4 separate regions of the Mus musculus genome follow, and all the other regions are linked to region 1. Evidence: chromatin contacts called from public HiChIP or PLAC-seq and promoter capture Hi-C data. All regions are on one chromosome and are shown on one strand. Each heading gives the region's core, a stretch centred on a gene start, on an enhancer-like site or on the middle of the called end of the contact. The rest is flanking DNA. Distances are from core to core; before and after follow the strand shown.

The links. HiChIP or PLAC-seq counts read pairs in DNA pulled down with a chosen protein or histone mark. Capture Hi-C pulls out chosen DNA fragments and counts their contacts.
Region 2: a contact with region 1 is called in a FOXA1 HiChIP or PLAC-seq map of pancreatic cancer cells. The contact joins the promoter of B4galt1 here to the promoter of Ubap1 in region 1. A contact is called at or near these places in 4 of 39 promoter capture datasets (cranial neural crest, embryonic stem cells, frontonasal cranial neural crest and 1 more) and 2 of 115 datasets of contacts at active chromatin or transcription factors (embryonic stem cells and pancreatic cancer cells).
Region 3: a contact with region 1 is called in an H3K4me3 HiChIP or PLAC-seq map of bone marrow-derived macrophages, with 5 times the contacts expected there. The contact joins the promoter of Bag1 here to the promoter of Ubap1 in region 1. A contact is called at or near these places in 3 of 39 promoter capture datasets (cranial neural crest, frontonasal cranial neural crest and maxillary cranial neural crest), 3 of 484 Hi-C or Micro-C datasets (CD4 T cells, CD8 T cells and regulatory T cells) and 6 of 115 datasets of contacts at active chromatin or transcription factors (the 230-238 cell line, bone marrow-derived macrophages, effector CD8 T cells and 3 more).
Region 4: a promoter capture Hi-C map of adipose tissue shows a contact between it and region 1. The contact joins the promoter of Nfx1 here to the promoter of Ubap1 in region 1. A contact is called at or near these places in 1 of 39 promoter capture datasets (neural stem cells), 4 of 484 Hi-C or Micro-C datasets (CD8 T cells, embryonic stem cells, muscle stem cells and 1 more), 1 of 115 datasets of contacts at active chromatin or transcription factors (thymic regulatory T cells) and 2 of 9 other capture datasets (adipose tissue and liver).

What each region holds. Positions count from the first base shown.
Region 1 is chr4:41,344,630-41,351,392 of GRCm38.p6, forward strand. It overlaps Ubap1 (ubiquitin-associated protein 1), which reads left to right and starts at 4,367. Exons shown (of 7, transcript NM_023305.3): 1 at 4,367-4,602. It overlaps Gm26084 (a small nuclear RNA gene), which reads right to left and starts at 1,322; the gene lies at 1,217-1,322.
Region 2 is chr4:40,850,661-40,857,423 of GRCm38.p6, forward strand. B4galt1 (UDP-Gal:betaGlcNAc beta 1,4- galactosyltransferase, polypeptide 1) reads right to left here and starts at 3,324. Exons shown (of 6, transcript NM_022305.5): 1 at 2,731-3,324. The coding sequence starts at 3,145.
Region 3 is chr4:40,944,984-40,951,746 of GRCm38.p6, forward strand. Bag1 (BCL2-associated athanogene 1) reads right to left here and starts at 3,311. Exons shown (of 7, transcript NM_001171739.1): 1 at 2,739-3,311; 2 at 1,186-1,314. The coding sequence starts at 2,811. It overlaps Chmp5 (charged multivesicular body protein 5), which reads left to right and starts at 3,570. Exons shown (of 8, transcript NM_029814.1): 1 at 3,570-3,693; 2 at 4,471-4,575; 3 at 5,531-5,577. The coding sequence starts at 3,625.
Region 4 is chr4:40,968,565-40,975,327 of GRCm38.p6, forward strand. It overlaps Nfx1 (nuclear transcription factor, X-box binding 1), which reads left to right and starts at 2,379. Exons shown (of 24, transcript NM_023739.3): 1 at 2,379-2,495. The coding sequence starts at 2,471. It overlaps Gm52692 (a long non-coding RNA gene), which reads right to left and starts at 1,595. Exons shown (of 2, transcript XR_003955193.1): 1 at 1,038-1,595.

The DNA of each region.
Region 1 (6,763 bases), core at 3,117-5,616:
GTAAAACCCTCGATGCACAAACACAAGGATCCCCAGACTCCACGAAAGAGCCATGAAAGTCAGGGAGAGATGACATCTCCCTGTACTGCCTATCACTCTCTTAGAAAGCAGAGACAAGTGCATTCCTGGGATAAGCCTTCAATGGACCCACATACATGCCAAATTGTGTGTATGTATAACACACACACACACACACATACACACAAATGTGTGCACCTTCAACTCATTATATAGTCCAGGTACCCTTACATTTGTTCTGGAATGTCAGGATTATATGTGCACCACCACACCCATCTGAGAAATTGTAGTTAATATAATTTCCTATACATTGAGTCAATCCTGTGGAGAGTGTAGTACACACCAAAGGCTCCAAAGTCAGCCAGCCTATGGAGGTCTGGGCTTAAGGATCAGCATGGATTGTTGGCAGAGTATAGAAGTACACACCTTCATCTCAGAGTTCAGAATTTGAGAATTTAAAGCCAGTCTAGGCTACCTAGTGAGTTTAAAGACACTATGTATCATTAAATATATAGCAAAACTGTCACAAATATGTATATATATGTGTGTGTCTGTGTGTGTACATATATAACATATTTACACAAATATGTATATATATATGTATAAAGTTCTTTTTTTTTTTTTCTGAGACAGGGTTTCTCTGTATAGCCCAGGCTGTCCTGGAACTCACTTTGTAGACCAGGCTGGCTTCGAGCTCAGAAATCCACCTGCCTCTCCCTCCCAAGTGCTAGGATTAAAGGCATACGCCACCACCACCCGGCTATAAAGTTCTTTTTTAAAAAACGATTTATTTTATTTATGAGTACACTGTCATTGTCTTCAGACACACCAGAAGAGGGCATAAGATCCCATTACAGATGCTGTCAGCCACCATGTAGTTGCTGGGAATTGAACTCAGGACCTCTGGAAGAGCAGTCAGTGCTCTTAACCGCTGAGCCATCTCTCCAGCCCAACAATTAAATTTTTAAAACTTGTTTTTATTTATGTGTATGTATGTATGTTTACTTGTCTGTATGTACACCATGCATGTGTCGTTGTCCATGGAGACAAACAGGAAGAGGGTGTTAAATTCCCTGGATCTGGATTATAGGTGGATGTGGATTTTGGGAACCTAACTTGGGTCTTCTGAAGAGCAGCCAAGCAATGTTATTAATGGTTCAGTCATTTCTCCAGCCCCTGAACAGTATTTGTATTAATGAAAAATTATTGGAAAGAGTGCTTTATGAATATGCCTGACATCCTTGCCCAAGAACCATGCTAATTTCTGTATCATTCCAATTTCAGTATATGTCCCGCCAAAGTATGTGCATCATGCATCTTTTTTTTAAAGATTTATTATTATTAGTTTTTAATTATGTGCATGTTTGTGTGTAATAGTATCTTTTACTCACCTGATGTAATTGTTGTCTCAGAGGCTTACTGTCTCTGTCTGCCTCTGGACAATCTAATCTAGACCTGGAATGTTTTTAGCCTCTGAGACTTACTGCTGAGCAAGCTCACCCTTTCTAGTTCTTTCCAAACTCTGGCTGGCTGATTCTGGCTCAAACTCCTCTCCAAGCTGTCTGATTTTCAGTCTGGCTTCTCATTTCCCTGCTTGGCCTCACATGAACTTTGGCAGAATGTTCTAATCTTCTGGTGCCTTGCTCTTCTCTGGCTCATTCTGTCTTCACCTGTGACTGGCTTATTCTCCCTTCATCCTGTCCCCGAAAAGCTCTCCGGATAAAACTGCCCCTCTCTCCTTCTTCCCTCTCTCTCTGCACTTCCTCTTATGTAGTTCTCTTTCCTCTCTCTTCTTATGAGAGATGAATGAATCCTATTTGATTAGATCTTCCTCTGATTTGTCCCTTTGTCTGCCACTCATTTAGACTTCACTTTCAAACATGGCTGCTTCCTTCCATAAACAAACTTTACCTTCATTGCTTGGGATTTCTGTACTAAGGGTGTGTCTGTATTCCAGCCAGTTGGATTAAAGGTGCTAAGGCCTGAGTCACACCAGAACCAGAACCAGTTCCCCTCTGGGTACTGAGAAGTGAACCTGGGTTCTCTGCAAGAGAACTTCCTTAACCAGGGAACCATCTCTCCAGCCCTTGTTTACTTCTTTGTAAAGGCAGGGTCTCACTCTATAGCCCAGGCAGGCTGGCCTGGAACTCACAATCTTCTAGCTTCAACTTGACTTTTTTTCTTTCTTTCTTTTGTGGCCTTGGCTGGCCCTGAGCTCATTGTGTGGATCAGGCTGGCCTCAACCTCACAGAGGTCCACCTGCTTCTGTCTCCCAAGTGCTGAGGTTAAAGACATTGTCTTGGTTCTCTTGTGTCTTGGTTCAACTTTCTGAGTGCTTTTGCACCCATGCATCATCTGTATCCCAGTACTAGGAGTATTTGATCTACAAAAAGTTCTGTATTTATTGAGTGAGTTAAAGTCTATGTGTTTAAGAGCACCAATATATTACATATGTGCATCTTACCTCGTTTCTGATTCCCAAGCTAATATTCTCTCCACACCTGTCTAGAAAGTTATTGTTTAATTAATTAGTTTTTGTTGTTGTTGTTGTTGTTGTTTTTGTTCTTGTTTCTCTGTGTAGCCCTGGCTGTCCTGGAACTCACTCTGTAGACCAGGCTGGCCTCGAACTCAGAAATCCACCTGCCTCTGCCTCCCAAGTGATGTGAATAAAGGCATGTGCCACCACTGCCTGACTAATTAATTAGTTATTTTGCCAGCATTTTAAGGCCAGTTTGGCCAGTTGAACTTATGTCTTTTGGCCAAACATGGGCTCTATCACTGAGTTGTACTATCAGCCCTATTTTATTTATTTTTATGGAAGGAGTAGTGTTTCATGTAGCTCAGGCTGGTTTTGATGTCTCAGTATGCAGCTGAGAATAACTGGAGCCTCCTGTCTTAGCCTCTCAAATGCTGGGATTATAGATATTTGTTCTTCTCTTGTGCTCCAGGAAATTGCAGTTTCTCTTAATAAGAGATTGGTAAGAGCCTAGTTTAAACCAGATACAGTGCTGTAACTCTTGATCCCAGCACTCTGGAGGCAGAGATGGGCCGATCTCTGTGAGTTCCAGGACAGCCAGTATTAAATATTGCAAGTTTAGGACCAGTCTAGATTACACAAGACCCTGCTTCAAACAAGAGAGTCAAACACACACACACACACACACACACACACACACACACACAGACGGAGAGACAGACAATCACACAGACTCCCACAGGCATGCATGTGTGCGTGTACGTGAGAGACAGACAGAGAGAGAGAGAGAGAGAGAGAGAGAGAGAGAGAGAGAGCTGGAAAATCTGACCATTTCCTTTCTGTATTGCATGTTGTAGTGAAGTCTCTCCTGAAGCTGCCCAAGTTCACTCCTACTCCCTAACGTTCACTGCTTTCACTTTAGTGTAGAGGTTCCCCCCCCCCCCCCCCCCCCGTGTGAGCCACCCACTTATTATGGCCACTTTCATTCTCCAGAGTTCTGCTTTGCTCACTGGCCTTTCCACAGATCTGTTAACTAAATACAGATAACCAAAAATTGACAGTTTGCTGTTCCTTGCTCACCGTGACCCCCTCCCCACAATGTTGCACCCAGAGTTAGAGCCTCCTCATTTTTCAAAGCTCAAATACCATCTTGTCTGCTACATAAAATCTGGAGACAAAACAGGCTGGAAAAGTAGACAGGGCAGTGCATTGTGTTTTCTCCAAAGCACTTTATGTCAGCTAAGGATGCTTGTCTAGGAGGCCCTGGGTTTGATCTCTAAGCACTTTCCATACCAGTAATACTCTTTGAGTTTTACTAGAGTCAACTCTCTCTGATCTTATTTCTTCCATTGATCATGAAATTTTAGAGAAAAATATTAATTTAATCAAATTATAAATTCTCCATGAGCCTATATCCAATACACAGAAAGCAGTGAAGGCTTGGATTGTGTTTCGACTTTGAATGCACTGGATATTAAAATTGAAGAGACATTTATAGTTACTGTTTAACCAATTTATTTATAAACTTGGGTCTAGGATATATGAGACCTGTTCTGAAAAACAACAAAACCTCAAAATAAATGGAGAAAGTGAGACCAAAGAGTATGAGACTGGTCTACGAGTCTGAGAGGGTTTCTAATTTCCAAAGAGGATTCGCGGCTAAGGCTTTGGGCGTGTCCTCGCCTTGGCCGCGCCTCTTATCCCGAGTCTTACCCTCTCAGTGACCCCTCCTTTCTTCTTCCCCTTAGGGTCCGCAGGGATCCTTCAGTAAGGAAGCTCCCGGTTGCAGGAACCCTTCAGCTCTGGAAGAGGGATTTAGTTACGTCACTGTCGGCTCCTCCCATTGGTCGGGGCGGGTGGGGTGCGGCGCCATGATGTCAGACGCCTAAAGGGGCGGAGCGTCGAGGGGAAGGAGGAGGGAAGTAGGCCTTCAACATGGCGGCTGTGGTACTGGTGGTGGCTACGGTGACGGTCTGGCTCGGGGCGGGTAGAGTTGGAAGAGGTGGTGTTTGCTCTCCCTAGGGGCAGCGGGAGCCCAGCGGAGACTGAGCCCGGGAGGCCGGGCGGCGCCAGCACCTTTCAGCTTTCGGGACAGCAGCGGCATTCAGGTGAGGGGGCCTGTCTCTGGGGGAGGGGGAGAGGGGCGGAGTTGGGGGAAGGGGCCGGTACGGGGCGACCGGGAGGAGGGAAGATGGGGACCGGGCGCCCAGGAGCCTGGAGGGATGAAAGGATCTGGAGTAAAGGAGCGGGAGGGAGGAAGAGCCGGACGACGACCGACGACTCGGGGCGGATTCTGGGCGAAGGGTCAGAGTGACGGGACCGGAGTTGAAGGGGCGGAGGGCGGACGGGATGCGGGCAAATGAGTTCGGATTAAGGGGACTAATTCGCTCAGAAGACAGGCTCAGTGGAAATCTCGAGCTTGAGGGAAAGATTTCTCTCAGTGGGAGCTAGAGCCGGTCCAGGAGAGGAACCCCGATTTAGTAAAGAAGGTAGCGCGCTGGGGAGTTGAGGGTGAGCTTGGGATGTGAGGATTTAGTTATCTGAGCGAGAGATGAGGGAGAGAAATCAGACCAGGGGGTGACTGCTTTGGGGGATATCTTTGGCATTGTGTGGTCTTCTCTAACTGTCTCATCACTGTGGTCTTCTCTAGATTTTTCTTCCTTTTTTAATTTTCTGGGCGATTACCTGGACTATACCCCTGGGTCTCAGAAACAACCCCGTGTCTTTCTTTTGAGGCTAAGCATTTCTCTTGACCAGCGATCCCTCACCTTTGTGTTGTTGCCTCGTGTTTTTTGAGTTGAGACTTAGAAATATAATTATTTAAAACAATTTTGTATTGAACTGGAGTGAGATTTTGATACTTTTTAGACAGACATCATAGAGTGTTGTAAACTCAAATTCTGTTCACATTTTCATGGATAAAGTGTTTTGTCTTCTCAGTTGTAATTGTTAGTATTTGGGAATTTGAATAAACATGGTGTGTGTTACCTGAATTTTTTTTTTTTAATTTGATGGTATAACAAGGCATTTCGTTTTCATTGATAAATAGGTCTTCTAGGGGCGAGGAGAGAAGGTTAAACAATTCAGAGCACTCATTCTTGCAGAGGACCCAACCAAGTTCAACTCTCAGTTCCCACATGATATCTCACAGTCATCCATAACTCCAGTGCCACCTTTTGATGCTCCTCTGCTAATAGGCAGGGATGTGGTATATATACATACATCATGCAGGCAAAACACTCAGATATATGAAATAAATCTAAAAGCGTTTCTTTTTCTTTTTTTGGTCAGTAAGCTCAGCCCCCCCCTTTTTTTTTTTTGTAAATTTGGAGACAGGTTTCTCTGTGTAGCTCTGGCAATCCTGGAGTTTGTTTTGTAGACTACGCTGGCTTTGAACTCTCAGAGAACTACCTGCCTGCCTCTGCCTCCCAAGTGCTGGGACAAAAGGAATGTACTACCCACTGGCTTATAAAAATTGCTCTTTCTAGTTAATATCCATGCTTAGTTAAACTGAACGTTTCTGTATTAATGCAAAGAACACAAAAGTAAGAAAAGAATTACCTAACATTTTAAGTGAAATTTTGTAAGTTTTTGTCTCTAGTTCATTCTATTCTGTAACTTATTGAAAGCCTACTGTGTCTTTCAGTTACTGAGACTTAATTATGGGAGCAGGAGAATTAGTGTTTTTCTAGTAAATGTCCTTGCCGCTGCCTAGGAGATAACTAACCTGCTCATTGTGGAAAAAGTATTAATTTATAAAAGTTAAAGTATCTGAATATAAAACTTCCTCAAATTTTACTTTAAACTTTTCTTTGTATTTAAAACTCTACTTTATCATGATGTTTTATGTGTTTTTGCTTCCTTTTTTCCTTTAGTTTTATTTTTTTAGTTAATTTACTTACATGTGTACGAGTGTCTTGCCTGCATGTCTGTGCATAGAAGAGGGTGTCCCGGAACCTAACATAGTTGTAAGCTGATGTGTGGGTGCTAGGACTTGAACTTGGGTCCTTGGAAGAGGAGATAGTACTCTCAAACTTTGAGCTATCTCTCCAGCACCTCCCCTCCCCTCCCCTCCCCTCCCTTTACCTGCTGAGCCAATAGTAACACTGATAGTAGGCCTTTCTTTTTCTTTGGTTTTAATTATATGTAGATGTGTGTGTCTGAGGTGCATGTACACATGAATTCAGTGCCTGAAGTCTGATAGTCTTACTTTTTATTGTTTGTTTTGGTTTTTGTTTCTAGGGTTTCTCTGTATAGCCCTGGCTGTCC
Region 2 (6,763 bases), core at 2,074-4,573, 500 kb before region 1:
TTTTGTCAAGCTGTGCCAAATATGAGCAGATAAAACCTTCTGGAAAAAGATAAACATTCCGGGAAAGAACCACAAGGCCATGCCTCCTCTCAGCCCGGGCAAACATTCAGAGGGCCAGAAAGGCCGGCTCACTGCTACAGCCAGTAGAGTACACAGTGACAGTTACCTGGAGGCCTGTCACAGGGCTAAAGAAAATGCCTGAAGTAACTAGAGTTCTCTGGGCAAATAGAAGACTTATCAGGCACGGCCAGCTAACCCCTGTAGCCCACAGTGGAGTAAGGAAGGATGGGACAGACAGACAGACAGAGGCTCACACTAGCCCTACAGATGAGAGGAGTGCCCACCATCACTAGGACTGCAAACAATACAGTTTGCCCCGGTTACACATATATTGCCTAAGCACAATTCCAACCTCAGTCTATCTAAAGTCCATTCAAATATTCTGACAAACCCAAAAGCAGATCTAACAGCAACCTATCAGCAGCCGGGTCTGGTCCCTTACCACCTCAAAGTCACCAGCTATCAACTGAAAAAGATCCAAGCATCTGGCTTAGACTGCTGGACACCAGAAAGCAGAGGAAAGTTGGGGAAAGGAACTGTGAGTAGTAAAAAGGCCACCGTGCTAACCCCCTAGGGGTGCTTTCTCCCACCAACCTCAAAACCACGGTCAAGGGCTTTGGCTGACACCTGCCCAGTGGAACAGATGGGCTTGACACTACACACACACACACACACACACACACACACACACACACACACAGAGTCCCAAATACACTTAAAAGTTTTCTTAAGATTCCTTCTGACCAAGAACCGCCCCCCAAAAGCTGCACCTAAGCATTCAAATCTAAGGGCTCAAATTAATAAAAACAAAACAAAACCTAACCTCCTACCCTTGTTTCTGCGATTGTGGTCTCAGCAGAAACCTAGACATCAGTCCCATGCAAGTCACATGAAGGTAGCCAGGCCAGAAGAGGCCTAGGCCTCTGGACTCCACAGTCTAAAGTGATCTCTCTCAGTAAGGTCCTTTTGAGCTGTCTATTTCAGGATGAATTGAGCAACCCACATTACCAAACCAAACTGAACAGAACTATAGTTACCACAGTCCCTCATATTTCAGCAGGAAGAACCTATACTCTGAACAACTATAAACCTGGTTTTCTCTTTGAGATAGGATCTGATGTTTGCTCAGTTTTATAATCAAGGCTTTGGGCAGGCCAGACAAGCCTTCCACCATCTGAGCTATGTCCATGGCTCTGGGGTACTTAACTAATTAATTTGTCTTTTTTCTGCATGATGCTCAGGCAACAACCAAAAATAAAAGCAAAAGGCCCAGACATTCTGTGGTCTGAGGACTCGGTCACTTCCTCCTCTTCTATGTTGTTCAGCGAGCCATCTCCGTGGAAGTCTAAGAAATCGCCACTTCACATCCTCAAACTGTATTGTTGATTACTTGCTGAGTGCCTGCCTACTCTATATACAATCTCAATTAGTCCTAAAAATAGCCCTGTGAGGTAAGCACAGACAAGTCCACTTTATACAACAGGAAGAAACACTATAACATGCTTGAAGTCAGACTAATGTTCTACTTCACTTTCCATAGAACTATTCCTGTTTCCCAAATTAACAACCAAGTCCAAAGTAATTCGATTACTCATGTTTGGCCAATTCCAAGAGGTTCCTCCCAAACTTGATGTGAAAACATTGAAGTAATTATTGGAGACATTGAGCAACAGGCTATAGGAAGGCCTGCTCTGCCAAGGCTTTCCCAGAATGAGACAGAGCTATTAGCACGCTGCCTGCCTGTCTGTCTGTGGGGAGATGGGATTCACTCTGCGAAACATTCTCTAAAACCTGGCACTACCTGTGATCTCCAGTCAAAGTTCTACCCTGGCCAGTCGCCTAGTACTGGGAACACAAACTCATATACTTGCCCCCCTGCCTGGTATCAGCTGGGCAAGTATTTCCAGGAAAGTGCAGCCCCATTGACCGGGTTAATTTTAGCCCTCCAGTCAGTCCCCTGAGTACACAGGCCCTCTGCCCCTGGAGAGGGCCCTGCTCAGTTTGGTTAAGAGGAAGCATCAGGAGGAGGAACTTGGGGTGGGAGACAGAAGGCCCCTTGGTTCAGCACCTACAAACAGGAGGAAATCCCACAATTGTAGCAACTTTCTAAGAGTTCATCCTCATTCTTTAAACTCTTAGTTACAATGTTTCATTTACTTCTTCAAAACAACTCCAAAATACGTGTGGTTTATTATCTCCATTTACCAGAAAGAAACCTTAAAGAGAAAGTTAAGTGGCTTGTTCTAAGGCGGAGTGGAGGGTGGTGGGGAGGGGAGGTGGTTTTCTCACTGTCGGTCTTGTCCTCAGAAGGTTGAAGGTTGCCGGTGTTGCTACTATAGGTAGGGAAGGTTGCAGAGCAGCCTTTTCAGTCTACTCTAAACTGACCCCAACTTCAAACTTCCTGAGTCCTGGGCCAGAACAAGGGTGTCTCCAGGGCCTTGTCTGGTGCTGGGGTAAGAGCCTGGGGGTTTCCCAACAGGGCCCCTGCCTCTTGAGACACCAGCCAACCTCTCTTTGGGTCATCCCAAAGAGGATTAAGCCCTTCTTGGGGATTATGCACTCTGATCAAAACCTGGTGGCTGGCAGTCCTGAAAGAGATCTTAGGATAATATCCCTGGAACCCTACTGAGGAAATCCGAGGAGTCCACGTCCTCAGATCCTGGGTCTTACCGAGCAGCGGGGACTCCTCAGGGCAAGCTGGCAGCGACAACAGTCCAGTGGTGGTGGGCACTGGCAACGAAGACAAGTTGCTCTTCAAGCCGGGGCCAGAAGCTGCACCAGGGCTGGAGTCGAGACCCGGGCGAGGCTTCGGGGAGACGCCTAAAGGAGGCGGCGGCCGCGCACCCCGCGGCCGCTGCTCTCCTGGGGGCTGCTTGCTGGCTGCGGCGCCGTTCGTGCCGCCCTGCAGTGTAGAGGAGACTCCGACCAACTGGGGCAGGCGGCTCAGATCGCGGCCAGAGAGGTAATAGACGAGGGTGACGCCGAGGTGCAGCGCGCAGACGGCCACGAGCAGGCGGCAGGCCCGCTGCAGGGTCGCGCCCGGCATCGCGGCGCTGCCGCCCAGGAACTGCTCACGAAACCTCATCTTCCCGCCGCGGCTTTAAGAGGGGGTGGGCTACGGCTGAGAGGACGGCCCGCCCGCAGGCCGCCCGCCAGGCGCTACCCGACCACAGCGATCGAAGGAGGGGCCGGGGGGAGGGGGCTAGGACCTAGCGCAGCACCGGCCGCCTGCGGCGGAAAGCCGACACCCCTGGCCGCGGGACTTTGGAGAGATCAGCGGGAACCACAAGCGCGGATGAGCAGGGGGCGTGGTCTCGACCTAGGGCGGGGCCTCAACCGGGTTTCGGAAGGCTGTTCGCGGAACCTGGGGGGGCGGAGTCTAAGGGGTGGGGCCGCAAAGCGGGTCTTTTTCGAGAGGGGCGGGGCATGAGGGACAAGGCTCGGAGAGGGGACTGAGGGGCGGAACCTTCAGCCGGGTTTTTCTGGCAGCTAAGGGAGGGCGGAGCTTGGGGGGCAGGCACTAAGGGGCGGGCCCTCGGGAGGTTGGGTTGCAGGGCGTCGCGACACTTGGGGACTAAACGTGGCGCTCCGCCAGCCCCACCGCAGCCTTGGGTTGAGCGGGCATCCCATACCCAGCGGCGCTCAGCTTTTCTTCCTAGCGTTCACCGTGGAGCTTAAGTCTCTCTAAACCAGCTTCTTGTTCAACGAGCTGCTCACCACTTCCTGACGTACCCAGTGACTCGGGTATGGGCCTGGGACAGCAGCTAGTGAGGACAAGAGGACAGGCGGTAGCCTTGGGATAGTGAGAAAATGGAGTGGAGAAAGGTCGTCTAGGAAACCGGCTTCGACGTCCCGCGAGGCCAGCGGACGGATTCTCTGGGGCGTTCCAAAGATCCACTTACCCTAGCTGGGTCCGCCTGCCTGTGAGGGGGCTAAAGTGGAGGAGCTGCTTATTGAGTCCTGCTAGGGAAGTGACCATCTTGCTCTACTCTTACTCCCACATAAGTGTTTGCAGGATTGGGAAACCTCAGGAACCTGCCCAACTTGGTTCTAGGTGCAACATGGCCTCTAGTGCATGCCACATGGAGATGACACATGCTTGTTGGGATGAGACTGGCAGAAAACTGCATTAATTCCTAAGCCTGCGTACAGAACAGCCCGTTGTACACAGCGCTGGAACACAGTCCCCATTTAACAGAATACTGGAATCTAGGCGCGGTCGTGAACACCTGTAATCCCAGACTCTGGTTGCGGAGACAGGAAGAGCCAGAGTTTGGAGCCAGCCCAGACTATGTAGTAAACAAAGATTTCAGTGCCTTGGAGTGAATAAGAATGAATGGCCTGTAAAATCTCACAGCTGATAAGCTGTGGAACTCAGGGCTCCTAAAAACTTTGTCACTGCGCGTTCCTTTACCTAACCTTGTTGATCTGAAAGTGGAAGCTGGAAGATTTAAGCACTTGAAGTCTTGACCCCGAGGCCTCAGACCCATTTATCCTTGAATGTGATGAGAACCTTAAGATGGGGAATGCTAATTCTAGCTACTCCTATGTTTGGAGAGTTTGTTGTTAACCAATATATGCCATGTAATAGGGGTTGTTAACTGTCTCCGATTCATCGATGAGAAAGCAGGCTGAGTGACATTTGGTTGCAATCATAGAAAGTATTTAAAAAAAAAAAAACCACTTGGGAGGCAGGTGCATTTCTGAGTTCGAGGCCAGCCTGTTCTACAGAGTGAGTTCCAGGACAGCCAGGGCTACACAGAAAAAAAACCTGTCTCGAAAAACAAAAGCAAAAACAAACCAAAAAAAAAAAAAAAAAAAGAAAGAAAGAAAAGAAAGTATACTGCTCATCAGGTGACTTCCTGACCGACCCTCTCTGGCCCCTCGCCTCCCTTGGTGAGGTCCTGAGGCTGTGGTCCCTGCGGCTCTTTTATGTCTATGTTCCTTAGGTGTGGTTCTATTATCTATAAGCTGATAACACAAAACTTTGTGGATCCAACCCACATCTCTTCCCTAACCCTCCACCTTCCAGTATCATCTCAGCCAAATGAGTCCCGCACACAGTAATCTAACCCCTCCATCCCACTCCCGTCCTCATCCCCCTCAGAAAGAGGCGTTATTGTTCTTCCAGTTCCCCAACACCAAAACCTGTTCTGGAAAAGACCCATTTGGACTACCCCATAACTCCTGAAAAATCTGCACAACCTACTTGTGGTTTGGTTTGGTTTGGTTTGGTTTGGTTTGGTTTGGTCTGAGATTAGGGTCTCTCTGCATAGCCCAGGGTGGTCTTAAACTTGGCATCTTCCTGCCTCAACCTCACAAATCTGACACTATAAGTAGGCCTCCATTATCATGACCAGGAATATCTGTGAGCATCCCTCTGCCTGCCTGCCTCTTTCTTTCTTTCTTTCTTTCTTTCTTTCTTTCTTTCTTTCTTTCTTTCTTCCTTCCTTCCTTCCTTCCTTCCTTCCTTTCTTTCTTTCTTTCTTTCTTTCTTCCTTCCTCTTCCTCTTCCTCCTCCTCCTCCTTCTTCTTTTCTTTCTTTTCAACAGGAGCTCACCCTAATAGCCTAGGTTAGCCTAACTGGCCTTGAACTCTCAACCTTCTACCTCAGCCTCCCAAGGGCATGGATTGTAGGTATGAGTCGCCACACCTAGATCCCAGAAATGGTTATCTCAGTATATGAAAAGAAAAAGGAAACCTTTATTGCTAAGTCATTGTAGAGGACAAAGTCAAGAATTATCTTCTGAGAGTTGGTCAGGGTAAAGAACAAACTCCACCATCCTATGCTAGCAGGGAAATTTTGCTTGGGAGTGAGCTATGCTGAGGCATGAGCTCCACATCTGAAAAATGAGCAGAGGAAAATGGAGACAAAGCTTTCTAGCTACAGATGATGGCCAGGAGACAGGAGAAGAGTGCTAGGGCCACAGATATATCCCACAACCCTTTCGGCCTGAAATAGGGGCGGGGGCGGGGGGGGGGAATAACACCTGCTGATTGTCTGTTGATTGGGATGACAAAGAACCCATCAAGGACTAAGCCTTTTTTATGCCTGCCAGTTTACATTGCTGTCACACCCCAGTAGATGAGGAGAACAGAGGACAGTACCTGGCACACAGCAGGCAGTTATTTCACAGGTCTATAACTCCCAACTCCCAAGCAGCTTGACAGCAGTTCTCCACCTCGGCTGGCAGTTCTGATTCCCGTAGTAATAACCCGGCACTAGCACAGTTGCAAATTTCAAAACACCTTCACACAGTGCTTCTCCAAGCTCTTGTGTGTGCCCTGGAAATCGGTGCTAGTAGAGGCTGGGAGCTCATAGGGCCCAGCTAGGTTGAGTAATGAGACCTTCCATCTCGACCCCCTCCCCAAAGGCCTTTCCATGTAATGACTTAGCCTGGCAACTGTTCAGGTTTTCCTCACAATGTGGAGAACACGTTCCAAAAAGGTCCCCAAACAGAGGAACATTTCCTAAGACACAGCCTTAAACCACTTCTTTTTAACATTTTTATCACGTGTGTGTGTGTGTGTGTGTGTGTGTGTGTGTGTGTGTGTGCAAACATGTCACAAGTGTTTGAAGTTCACAGTACAACTTTCAGAAGTCAGTTCTCCCACTGTGGGATCTGAGGAGGGAATTCAGATCATTGGGTTGGGATGGGAAGGACTTTTACCTGCTGAGCCACTTTGTTGGTCCCCAAAATAT
Region 3 (6,763 bases), core at 2,061-4,560, 400 kb before region 1:
ATAAAAGATTTTGTAGTCATGAAAGCTCCTTCTTTCCCTCAGGATACTTCAACGAATGCTGGCAAACTCAATGTTATAAAAAGAAAAATGTGAAACACTGGGCTGAGGCTAGAGCTTAGTGGTTTGTTCTTGCCTAGCATGTTTGATTGACCTGCAGTACCATTAAAAAAATGAATAAGGAGCTTTATCCAGGGGAACATTTTCTTCTTTGGCCTTTCTACTGTGAAACTTGAGCTTCTTTTCTTTCCTTTCTCCTTCCTTCTCCTTTCCTCCCATGCTTCCCCACTTCCTTTTCTCTGACAGAGCATGACTACTGCACCCAGTTGGCATGGAGCTGGCATGGCAGACTAACTGCACCCAGTTGGCATGGAGCTGGTCTTAGTTTCCAGAGTACTGGGCTTATGGGTGTGTGCTGCCATTCTCAATTTTGAAAGATAAAATTAAAACTCAGACATTAAATGTTTTAAAAAGAAAAAGACATAGGGCTTGACAGTGTATATTACATAGCCAGTTCCAAGACAGCTTGGGCTGTAACAGACCACCACTCTCCCACCCAGGGGAAAAAAGGCAAAGATCTCTCTCTCTGTCAATCTAAATCTTAGCAATTCTGTCTGTCATTATGTTACTTCAAATCCAGATATTTTCAAAGTCTAGTGTAGACTGGTCCCTTAATATTTGTTAAATAAAGAAATGAAAGAAAATGGTTCTGGCTTGAAAACTGAAAGATGGGGGCTGGAAAACTGGCTCCGTGGTTAAGAGCACTTGTTCTTGCAGAGGATCTGGGTGCAGGTTCCAGCACTCACATGGTGACACACAGCCCTCTATTAACTCCAATTCCAGAGGAGTTGACATCTTCTCCTGACCTTCGGGGACACTGCACACACACACGCGGTACACAAACACATAAGCAGGCAACACATCCATCCACACACAGAAAACTCAAAAGTCAGGGAAGACCAGGCAGTTTTAAAATCTGCCCTTGCCGGGAAGGGACTTTAATCCCGGCACTCAGGCGCCTGATGCGCAGGAGGATCCCTGTGAGTTCAAGGCCAGCCTGGTCTATATAGTGAGTTCTAGGACAGCCAGGGCTACACAGAGGGACCTTGTCATGAAGAAAAAAAAACCCTAGTAAATAAAGTAAATCTTTTAGCCATAAGTACTCAAAGATGAATGAAAACCACTTACCCTTAAATATGAGCTTCTGAAAAGGTAGTGGAACTCCTGTGGCCTCTTCAACAAGCTGAGCCAAGTCTTGGACAACTGGCTCACTGTTACCTTGCTGTGGGGTAACAAGAAGGTCATACCTCTCATTGCCTGGAGAAAGAAAAGCATTCAATGAGCATTCATCAACCTAACTCTAAGCTGATGTTTTCTTATGGAGCTGAGATTGAATTCAGCTAGGTAGAAGATGCTGGTCACACGTTCAGAAGCTTATAATGGGAACGGGCATGTTCTGCTGAGAAGGCCTGACTCTGGAGAGGAGAGCTCGGTTGTGCTGGGAATCCAGGGGTTGTCAGGCTGCTCAGGGTAGGGTCACACTTGCATCTATCCATACGCTACCCATTACAAAGCTTGTCTTGAGGATTTGTTTCCTCTAACATAAAAAAAAAAAAACTATTTTAACGATGGCTGATATCTTAAGCAATTATACAGAATAAACGGTACAAGACTTGTTCTATGCACTATCTCAAAACCTCAGGACACCATTAGAAAACAGCTATCAGTCTAATTAAGACTCGCTCGGGGAAACCTTCAACTGCTGACTCAGAATTTGACCTTGCATCCAGCTTTGCATCAAAGCCCACACTTTTCTATCACAAGTTGCCTGCCTCATGTGTGGCATGGCTGTCCTATTGTCTCTATGGCATTGGTCTTGTTTTCCCTGATGTCACCAGCAAGGGACTGTTTTCCTCCAAGTCTTTCATACTGGGTACACCTATGTACACCATAGTTAATGGTTAGTTAGCAAAGACAAACAAACGAAACCAATCCAACAACAGAGAGGTTTTTTCTTTTGTTTTAAAACAGGTACTCAATCTTTTCTAAGTAAGTGGAGTTCAAATCCACCTTTAGATTGCGCTCCCAACCAGTCAAGAGTCAGAAGGAGTCCTAGTTCCTATTTGTGCCTCACAGATCAGACATCAAGAGGCCTTTGGGGGGGTGGGGGTGGGGATTCATCTCAAAGTTTCATAAAACTGCTGGATATAGAGCCATGGTTTAGGTAGCAAAGTTTGTTGTTAGTCTTTCCTAACTGATTCTAAGGAAATGTCATGGCTTCAGCTTTCTCGTGTACTTCCCAAGGTTTTTAGTTCTGTGTTGATGTAACCAGATGTCCAGAAAGTAACTCTTGGACTCACGGCCCATTGAACCTGCGGTTCTATGACATCCAACAAAAACACTACTCAGTAAATAAGGAACAGCGGGATCACGCACCAAGTTCGTACTCTTTACACTGGTGGATGTCCAGAACCACGGAAGTTCTACACACAAGAAGGCCTAATATAAGCCTGACACAAAGACCCACGATTACTAGCGTTACACACTCAACTTTGCTTCCAAATAGAGGATCCAATAAGTGTCCAGGGACCGGCCACAGGGAAAGATGTCCTGACACCAGCCCTAAGCAAAAACATCCCCAAATATATATAGCCAAGAACCCATGTTTCTTTCTCCCAAGACTACATGTGGCCAAACCCACATATCCCAACCCGATCTACGGAACCCTCCTTGGCGCTCACTGTGGGTGACGATCACGCTGAGTCTGGGTGTTTCCATTTCCTCCGTCTGGACCATCTCCTCGGTCTTGGCCATGTTGTCGGTCTGGGTCACCTCTTCTGCCACAGTTACTTCCTCGGTTTGGGTCGCCTCCTCGATCTTGGTCACCTCCTCTACCTGGGTCCCGGTCACGTTCTTGCTACGGGTCACTTTCTTACTTCTAGTCAACTCCCTGCTGCTGCTCCCTACCTTCTCGCTCTGAGAAGAGCGGGGCCGGACTTTCTTCTTCACCCGCGGCTTGCAGGCGCCGGCGGCGGCGCCCCTGGTGGATCGGTCATGCCCGCTGGCTGCACTGCGCACAGAGGAACGCTGAGAGGGAGGCAAGCCCCGCTCGGCCCGGGACTCCGACTGGCGCGGCTCCCGGGCAGGCCGAGGGGCGCGCAGCCTGGGTCCCAGCGGCTCCCGGTCGCCTCGCGGTCGCCGCGCGGCGCTGCGACCCGCCAGGCCGCGTTTGTTCACAGCGCAGCGGTGGCTACCGGGCGCGCAGCCTTGCAACCCCGCCCCACTACTCACCAGTTCCGCCCCATCTACTCGCCACGCCCTCGGAACTGACCCTGCTTCAGGCCCCGCCCTATCCGCCCAGCCGCGTCTAAGCCCCACCCACTCCGCCAAGGCACCGCCCTATCCCTCCTCATAAGCCCCTCCTTCAGAAGTCTTTCCACCTCTCCCAGAGCTCCGCGCTCCTTCTCCGGAAGGAGGAGCTGAAAACACGGAAAAGGGATCGGGAGACTCGGGCGAGCACTCTGCGCCTGCGCATGGGGTGGGGGAAGCCGGAAATTGACACCAGAGCGACTACGCTTCCGTTTCTGGTTTTCCTCCAGTGTTTGGGTTTCCTCGCAGCCGGCCAAGATGAACCGATTCTTCGGAAAAGCGAAACCCAAGGCTCCGCCACCTAGCTTGACGGACTGCATTGGGACGGTGGGCATTTGACTTTGCATACCTCTGACACTCCGACCCGTCCATCCCGAATTCGTACTCCACCCCATTCCTGGTTCGGGCCCATTAAACCTGAGTCTTCTTCATCCCCACCCCTTTCATCCCTGTTTTCCAGGTCATTCCTGACCCCAGAGACCAGACAGTCTAATCTCATCATTCTTTCGCCCTTACTGCACTTAGCTCTTTCCGATGCCCACTGTGCCCCACCCCTTCTTCCTCGCTTTGGTTCCCACATTCCAACCTACGTACCCTATGTCACTACACCCCACTTTGTCTAACCTGGCCTTTTAAAAACCCTTTTTCACTCTTCTCCCCTTACCCATGTCAGGGTTAACATATCTGTACCTTAGTCCTGGGTCTGAGTAGCATAGAATTCTGAATCTTGGCCCTTCCAGATTAAACCTGATCTCGGAAATGGTTTTAGATCTCATCTTAGCCTGTGTTGATTGGTTCATTCCACGCACGTTCATGCAGAGTCCCAAACTGACTATTCTCCTACTTGGGAAATCTCAGCCAGCGGAGAGAATCCCAAATCGTTTTCCTCAAGAGAGGGCTGCTATATCAGAATCTAGGAGGTGGGAGAGAGTTTATGAAAGCCCTCCAATGGTTCGGGCTGGAATTCCCCACCCTTAAGAAAAACCCTATTTTCTGCCCTTTGCTATATTGTTCCTTTTTTCTTTTGCATATCCCTCTCTTTCTGCCCCTTTCCATGTAAACATATTACAATAATTACCACTGCATGTGATGTTTTCTTCCAAGGTGGATAGCAGGGCAGAATCCATTGACAAAAAGATTTCCCGGCTGGATGCTGAACTAGTGAAATATAAGGATCAAATCAAGAAGATGAGAGAGGGTCCTGCTAAGGTAAGGCTGGTGACAACTGTTGTAGGAAGTACTGTGAAGGGACTGACTGGTGAAGGATACAAGAAAAATACACGAAATCTGGTAAAGAGAAGCTACTTGTGAGGACCTGTTCTTCAGGGAACAGAAGCTACAGCCATATACAAGAGGGAGGCTGGGTTTTAATGTGGTAGGTAGAAGATGCTGATGACATGTAATGGGAATTGGCATGCTCTGCTGAGAAGGTCTGACTCTGAAGAGGAGAGCTGGTTGTGCTCAGAATCCGGGTGTTGTCTGGCTACTCAGGTTAGACTAGATATGGCGTGTAAGATCAGTGTTCTGATACTAACACTACTTAATAGGCTATGGGTGTATAGGTATCTTTTTTTTTCATAACTTTATAACTTTTTAACAGTATGAACCAGGATATCACTCAGCTTCAATTTTCTCATCTGTTAAATGAAGATAATATATACTAATGTGTGAGGATTAAATAACAAGTCACCTACATGGCATTATATCTAGAATATCGTAGTAGTTGATGAATTTGCGTGAAGAACCAACAGAGGGATCAAAGGTTGATGTAGAGGTTCCCAGATTCTGAAAGCGGGAGGCTGGTGGGCTGTTGTAAATGGCTTCTAACATGAGGACATGATAGCGGATGAACGTGTTGTATTTAAATGGAAAGCAACTGGATATACACAGTGCGCTCTGTTGGGGCTGGAAGTGGAAGTACAATGCCTAGGGAGAGGAAGAGGAATTGAAGATACAGAGCATGGGTTGCAAAGGGCGCTAAGATGTACCAGCTGGGCATTAGAATTATCTGTGCTCGAAGCTTGAAGAGGAAGAGTAGAGTCAAGGAGCCTCCACATCTGCCATCTTGCAGAAGAAACATGTAGGTGCAGGAGTGTGAGCATAGGGGAGACTTCTTGTGCCATCTGCGTTCCCTTCTTTTAATTAAGTCTGTTTTTCTCCTCAGAACATGGTCAAACAGAAAGCCCTGAGAGTTTTAAAGCAAAAGCGGATGTAAGTCATATGCTTCATCTCCCTCCTAAGAAATCAGAAAGTGAAGAGGCCTTCCATTCCTTCCGGCTTTCATTTCTTCTCAGTAGTCTTGATTTCATTACAAATGTGCAAAAGCTTCCAATGTTCCGAGTTACTACCTAAGCTTCAGCAGCCACGTGGGATCACTTTGGCTGGCAAGGTCGAGATGGTTTGGGTCTCCTGTGGTTGAGTTAGGATGAGTGTTTCGGTTTTGTTTGTAAAGTTAGGAGTGCTAAATATTCATTCTCTCTCACCAGAATAAATGTGAAGGTTCACAATTTATTTTCAATTACTATGTCCCAGTGTTTGTGCGAAACCCCAGTTTATCTGTGGTGCTCACCCATGTGGTCTGCTCAGCCTATGAGATCATCCATGGAGTTGTAGACTCGAGGCATAATCAGCTTGTAGGAAACCAGGAAAAGTGTGATGGCTTTGTTTCAATTTTAAAATGACTTTGTAACAGTCAGATGCTGTCTTCCATTTTTAAAAAATACATTAAAATCACATTGGAAAAAAAAACCTAATAATACCTAGAATGGCCAGCATGTATTACAACTGTTGCCTTCTTGGTGGCAATTGGTTTTAAAGTATTTTGGTTTTCTTGTGGAAGGAATTTGGCTTTGATGGCCTGGACCTGTTATCCTAGCATTTGGGAGGTAGAGGACCCGGAACCTATGAGCATTGACTACATAGAGAAATCAAGACTAGCCTTGGCTACATAAGACCCTGTCTCAAATAAATAAATAAACCAAGCAGGGTGGCACACAACCTGTAGACCTAGCACTTGGTATATGGAGGCAAGAACATCAGGGGTTCAAAGCTACCCTGGGCTAGTAAATTCTAGAGTAACTTGGGCTACATGAATCCCTGCCTCAAAAATAAATAAATAAATGGAATGTAGATTTATTGCAGAAACTTGGAACATATATCAAACAGAGGTAAAGAAAATTTATCTAGATTCTTAGGAAACTGAAATTATGTGTCTTTTATATAAGCTGTCGTCTTGCCCCTTCTTGTTTCTGCTTTTAGAGACAAGGTTCTCTGTGTACTCCACGCTGGCCTCAAGCTCTAGTCCCCTGGCTCAGTCCCCCAGTTGCTAGGATTATAACCTTGTGCCACGATGCCTAACTGAATAGAATCATTTGCCGATTTCCTGGATCATGAATTA
Region 4 (6,763 bases), core at 1,129-3,628, 380 kb before region 1:
GTGACTGAACTCTGGTCACCAGGCTTGGCAGGAAATACCTTTATCTGCTAAGTTATTTCACTGCCCCAATCCCTGGTTTTAACATTTTCCAAGCCCAGTTTCCTTCTCAGTTTCTAGTGGCCTAGGTATATCTCATGTAATCTTTGGAATGAAAGACCTGCTGTTTACACGCATAATTTCACTTCTTGGATTTATTTATCATCTTTCTGGTGTATATATATATATACGTGTGTGTGTGTGTGTGTGTGTGTGTGTGTGTGTGTGTGTGTTTGTGTGAGAGAGACTTAAAAATCACTAACAGCTCCGTAAAATCAAATTGCCTGTAATTCAAGCTCCAGGGGACCCAGTGCCCTCTTTTGGCCTCCAAGAACCCCTGGACACACATGTACATACATACACTCAGACAATCATGTTCAACATACACACACACAGAGAAATATTTTTTTTAAAAGTCCATAGCAAGAAAAACACAGCAACTCAACAGAAAAGAATAGACAACAGATATAAAATGAGAAGTCTAAAAGAAGAAATCCATAAGGCTATTAAGTAATGTTCAACCAGAAGGCTGACAAGGAGTCAGCAGGTAATAGCCCTTCCTGCTAGGCTGTTGACCTGAGTCAGATCCCTCAGACCCATAGGTAAAAGGAGAGAACCAACTTTCCCAAGTTGTGTGATGACCATGGAGGTGTCTGCTGCTGAGAACTAAGCCAGGGCTCTGTTCCATCAGGAACTTCTGGTCAGAGATAATGATCATTTGGGTTTTTAGGCTGGTTAACTTTGGCGTTAATGATAAATTGCTATCTTCATTTGACTTTGTTAAACATTATACATTGGCCTTTGCTGTGCTCCGAGGTTCTGGAGTACGATGTCATTTGAAAATAAGTAGTGTGTAGCCTACTAAATTCCAAAGATGCCAATTGACTCTGCAACTTGCCCACAAACGTCTGTTCTCTCCCCTCCACTCCCTCCTCTTGTCTCTCTCATCATCATCATCTCACTACTGCAGGTAGTACAAATACAACGGTTTCGTGTCTCACCTTTCTGAGGCCGATTTTCAAATATAATTCCTGAAGGATTCCTAAATGTGCTCGGTTAGGGGCAGGCTAAGCCACCCAGTCGAAGGCTTCTTAGTCTGTAGATATTAGAAAGAAGTGCAGAAGCCCTGTAACCAAAATGGTCACATCGTGGAGAATGTTTGAGACAGTGTTGTACTGTTGCTCTGGCTAGCCTGGAACTCACTATGTAGATCAGACTAGCCTCAGACTCACAGAGAACTACTGTCTCTGCTGCCAGAGTGCTGGAATTAAAGTCTAAGTCACCACACCTCACCTTGGAAGATTATATTTTACTATAAAAGAGGCTGAGACAGAGAAGATCCTACTGCAAGGCCCGTGCCAAGGTACAACCTTGAGAAATTACGTCATGCAAACAAGACCTGAAGTAAAAGTGGTTTATTGGGAGAAGAGGAGTGAGGGCCTAGGAAAGGAATAGAGGCAGACAAGTAGGCATGGAGCCAGTCAGACAGACAGGAGCAAAGCCATGGGGCAGAGAGAAGGGGACCGGACGCTGACAATAGACAGCTGCTGGGTGGCGGGGGGGGGGAGGGGGGGGACGCTTGGGGGCGTCTCTTTAGACGCAGCACACACCTATCACACACGGTGGAGGCAGGTCTAAGTGGTTGCTAGGGTCCTGGGGGCAGGCCAGCAGAATGCCTGAATACCAACAGGGGCTACATCAGGACACCCTTTCCCCACTCTCCCCCCCCCTCCAAAAAAAAAAAAAACACAGTAACTTCAAACTGTCTACCTCAGTTGGTGTTCATTTGTATTTGTTACTTGCCTACCGGTTTGTGGCTCATTTGCTATTAGTCCTTTAGATACTGTGTTTCGTTTTACACAGACAGGGATAGGTAGCCCAGGACCTGGAACTCACTACATCCCACTCCCATCCCACCCCCGATCCAGCCTCCCAGGTCCTGAAGTCGTGGGCTACCTAACCCTTGGCAGGTAACCTTTTATTGTTTTGCAGTCTTTTCCTCCACAATGCCCTTTGATTACTACAGCGCCCCCCCCCCCCTCGTCGCCTGCGTGAGCCGCTCCAGGCCGCCTCTTAGCTGAAGGTCATTTGAAGCCGGGCGGATGGCAGGACTTGACAAAAAGGCGTAGCAGCTGGAGAACCCAGCAGCTCTCGAAAAGCAATTACGCAAGTTGGGGGCAGTAGATCCTGCGGTCCGGGTGGGTCTCCTCCAGCCACTCGTGTCCCCCCCGCAAACCCCGCTTGCACCCGGGCCGGCGCATTTGTCTGACGTCCCAAATGCGCCATTTCACTGTGTGCTCAGGTAGCACCACCCCCTTGGCTGTCCCCGGGCGCGTAGGAGCGACTAGTCTCTCGGCGCCGGAAATCCGGGACACGTGACCAGGTGACAGCCTTCGCTCGGTGGCGGGGCTCGCTTGAGGTGCTGCGGCACGGGATGGCGGAGGCGCCTCCGGTCTCAGGTACTGTCCCGTTTCCCGCGCGGGACCCCTAGGGTCTAGCAGTCTAGTCCGAAGGGTGCGGGCCATTGCGGTGGCAAGTGGGGTGCGTGCTGCGCGGGGACAGTGGCTCGCGAGGGCCAAGCCACGCGCGCTGCACGTACGGAACCCTCCTCCATCTTCCACGGGATGGGGAGGCTCGGCCCCTGGGTTTCCGAGGAGAGCGGGCGGGTCCCGGCGCCAAGGGAGCGGACGTGGGCCTCTGGCGCCCCCCGCGGGGCTCCTTCCGGCCTTCCCGAGGCCGCGCGGAGCAGAGTCCGGCGGGCGGGCGGGCGGGCGGACGGCCGGCCGGCCGGGCGTAGGCGACTCTCCGTAGCGGGCCCTGGAGGCCAGCGAGTTTGCGCGCTGTGCTAGGGGTGTGTTCTTTACCTCTCGGAGTGGCGGGTTCCGCGCGCGCGGGCCAGCCAGCCAGCGGGCCCAGTCCTGAGGGGGTGTGAAATCCCATATTGAGGTGCGTGACGTGATCCAGTCTCAGTTACCTCATCTGTCAGCCTGGAGTAGTAAGCTAATTCCCAGACCCTCCCTGTTCTCTCCCTGATTGTTGGCTCACTCTCCCTCCTGGAGCTACCCCTGTGGTAGAGACAGCCTCATTTGACTGTTCGTATAAGCTATTTCCATTTTCTTCAAGGTGTATTGGTCAATCCGGGCTTTCAAATTTTGTGGACAGCAAAAAAAAAAAAAAAAAAAAAAAAAAAAAAAAGGAACGTTTTGCATGGGGTATTAGTACACATTTACCTAAATGTAAATGTGAACCGAGAAGCTGGGGCGCTAGTTCAAGTGTTTAAGAACAGTAGCTCCTCAACAGAGCAGTCACGTTCGCTTGCACAACCACCTGGAAAGCTGTGCGATCTGACGCCCTCTTCTGGCCACGGAGGGCATCAGCAAACACGTGGCATATATCCCGTCCCTGTCCCCCCAAAGCACCCTTGCTAAAACAGGAACACAAGATTAAAAGAAAAGTTTTTTTGTTTTTAAAGTAAACCAAATGTTTCAGTGCTATCAGACATGGTAGCGCACATCTTTAATCCCAGCCCTCGGGAGGGCGAAACAGGAGGATCTTTCGAGTTGGAGTCCAGCCTGGTTTACATAGTTGCAGACCATCCAGGGTTACATAGTGAGATCCTGTCTGGGAAGATGGGGTTGGAGGCCGAGAAGCAGAGGTTTCTTTTACTCTCAACAACATACTCTTAACATTACTATTAAGAAGAAGACCACGATGACGACTTGTCACAACCCACTGTGTAGATTTGACATAATGGCCTGCTCTTCCTGAAAATCACAGCAATGTCCAACATTGGCTTGAATTACAATTGCACTTCTGACAGATTGATGGGCCACTATTAGGATGTGCCTGTACAGGTCATGTTCTTTTCCCTGTCTCAGTTTAAAGAGTGCAAGAACACATTGCATTGGTGTGCCCCAGTCTTGACTTGAATGTAAAAATCTTCTTGGAGAGTGGAGAACTTAGGCAGATACGTTGTCACTCCCCTCCAGGCCTTCACTGGCCCTCTAAACCGAATCTGTTCGTTTTCTCCTCCTCGCCCTGACTTATTTCCACACCCTTGGACATTTGAAGCAGAGCTGAGTGAGGGCTAGCTGTGACTCGGAGTTTTAGCCTCTGGGACTGCGCTCTAGGTTACCACCGACACGCCCCAAAGCATGTGCTGAGTCCCTGTGTTCAAGAAATCCCTGCCTCCTTGGTCTATAGTCTTTGTTCTTACTTTAACATCATTTCTAGCTCATCCACTTCCAAAAGTGGTTCTCAACCTTCCTAATGCTGCAGCCCTTTAATACAGTTCCTCAGGTTGTGGTGACCCCAACCATAAAATTGTTTTGTTGTTGCCTCATAACTAGTTTTGCTGCTGTTATGAATCATAATGTAAATATCTGTATTTTCCAGTGGTCTTATGTGACCCCTGTGAAAGGGTTGTTCTATGCTCCCAAAGACCTCACAACCCACAGGCTGTGATCCATTGCCCTAAGTAAGGTCTTTAAACTGATCCAGGATGAAAATTTCCCCCTTATTTTCAGGCTTTCTAGCGCCAACTGGTTGGATTACTCTCTCATTGCTGTGTTTTGTTGGGTATCTGGTACCCCTTACTTGTATTATAATGATACCTTGGCTAGAGGACATCTCACTAATGGAGGAACTACTACTTAAAATACTGAAATGTGTCTCACTTAGGCCATGGGACAGCTTCCTGATTTATGTGTCCCTTTCCTCAAATCTCTTTTAAAGATTTATTTATATTTAAGTACTTGTAGCTGTCTTCAGACACACCAGAAGAGGGCGTCAGATCTCATTATGGATGGTTTTGAGCCACCATGTGGTTGTGGGATTTGAACTCAGGACCTTCGGAAGAGCAGTCAGTGCTCTTAACCATTGAGCCATCTCTCTAGTCCCCTCCTCAAGTCTCTTTATAGATCTTTCTTTTTAAAAAAAAATTTTTTTTTTTTTACACTGTGCATTGTTATACCTGTGTGAGGGTATTGAATCCCATGGAACTGGAGTTAGAGCCATTTGTGAGCTGCCAAATGGGTGCTGGAAATTGACCGTGGCTTCCCTGGAAGGGCAGCCAGTGAGTTCAGCCATCTCTCCAGCCCTCTTGAAGGGTTTCCTGAGGGTTTTGGCTTAGGTCTAGTAAAAGCACAACTATGTATGGCTATTCAATATGAAACGCCCTTTATCAGGCTTTTGGGCAGCTTTACTGACCTTTATCTAGCCCCCTTCTCCATCCTTGCTTCAAGCAGGAGAGAACTGTACAGCACCTCTTGGCACCATTTTACCCATTCCCACTTGTAAGTTTATCTCATCTTCCCAGAATACCTCTGCCACTCTGAGTTTCTCTAATCCTCTTGCCATTTGTGAGGCTCTTCACCCCACCCTCAGAACACTGCCTGTGTGAAAGTGTTTGCCACAAAGCCTGGATTGAGTGTGAGGTTTCTCTATGGCCTTTGTGAACTCACCAGTTCTTCACTATGTTTCTATGGTACTGCTGCCTTGCCTCTGCCAGGGTGCAGTGTGAATATAAGCACCAAGTCACCAGTGCTGCATGCCATTCTACCATATCCTAAGGCAGAATTCGGAGTTGCCTTGGAGTGAGCACCTGTGGCCTTGGGCAAGCTACCCAGTTTTCTCATCAGCAGAGTGAAGGTTAAATGAGCTAATGAAGCTGGAGAGATAGATGCTCAGCTGCTAAGAGCACTGTCTGCTCTTCCAGAGAACTCAATTTTGGTTCTTAGCATCTACACCAGGTGACTCACACTTCCTGTAACAACAGTTCCAGGGGATCTGATACCTTCTCTTGCCTCAGGACACCTACACACACATGTGCTCACACCACAGAGATACCTAAATGTACATATTTAAAACAGAATAAACAGAATAAAGACGTTAACTCATGCAAAGTGCTTAGGAGAGTGTGTGGCCCATATTAAGTACCAGATCTTACTATTAAACTTGAAATCCACAGGTTTTGCAGTATACTCATTGGAGTCTGAGTTCAGATAGTCCATAGCTCTAAGAGCAGTAAGGCACCATTGTAACCACTGTAGGAGTGCTATTAACATGCTTTACTTAGGAGCCCTGGCAATTCTGATGTAGGGATTGTTCTCCATTACATATAAGAAAAAAAGGGGGGCTGGTGAGATGGCGCAGCAGTTAAGAGCACTGACTGCTCTTCTGAAGGTCCTGAGTTTAAATCCCAGCAACCACATGGTGGCTCACAACCATCCATAATGAGATCTGATGCCCGCTTCTGGAGTGTCTGAAGACAGCTACAGTGTACTTATAATAATAATTATAATAATAAATAAATCTTTAGAATAATAATATAAATATAATATAATAAATAAATAAATCTTTGGACCAGAACAAGCAGGGCTGACCAGAGCGAGCAGAGGTCCTAAATTCAATTCCCAACAACCACATGAAGGCCCACAACCATCTCTATAGCTACAGTATACTCATACATAAAATGAATCTTAAAAATAAAAGAAAGAAAAAAGGGGCTAAGTAACACATTAAAACACGATAGATAAAGCAGGACATGATAGCACACACTGTAATCATATCACTCAGAAGACTGCGGCAAGAGTATTGCCTTTTTGAAGCCAGCCTGAGTTATATAGTGAATTTGATGGCAGCCTGGGCTACATAATGAGGTCTTTTCTCAAAAGACAGATGATTTAACACAATAAATAGTAGACAAGGACTTAAATTCATGTTTTAC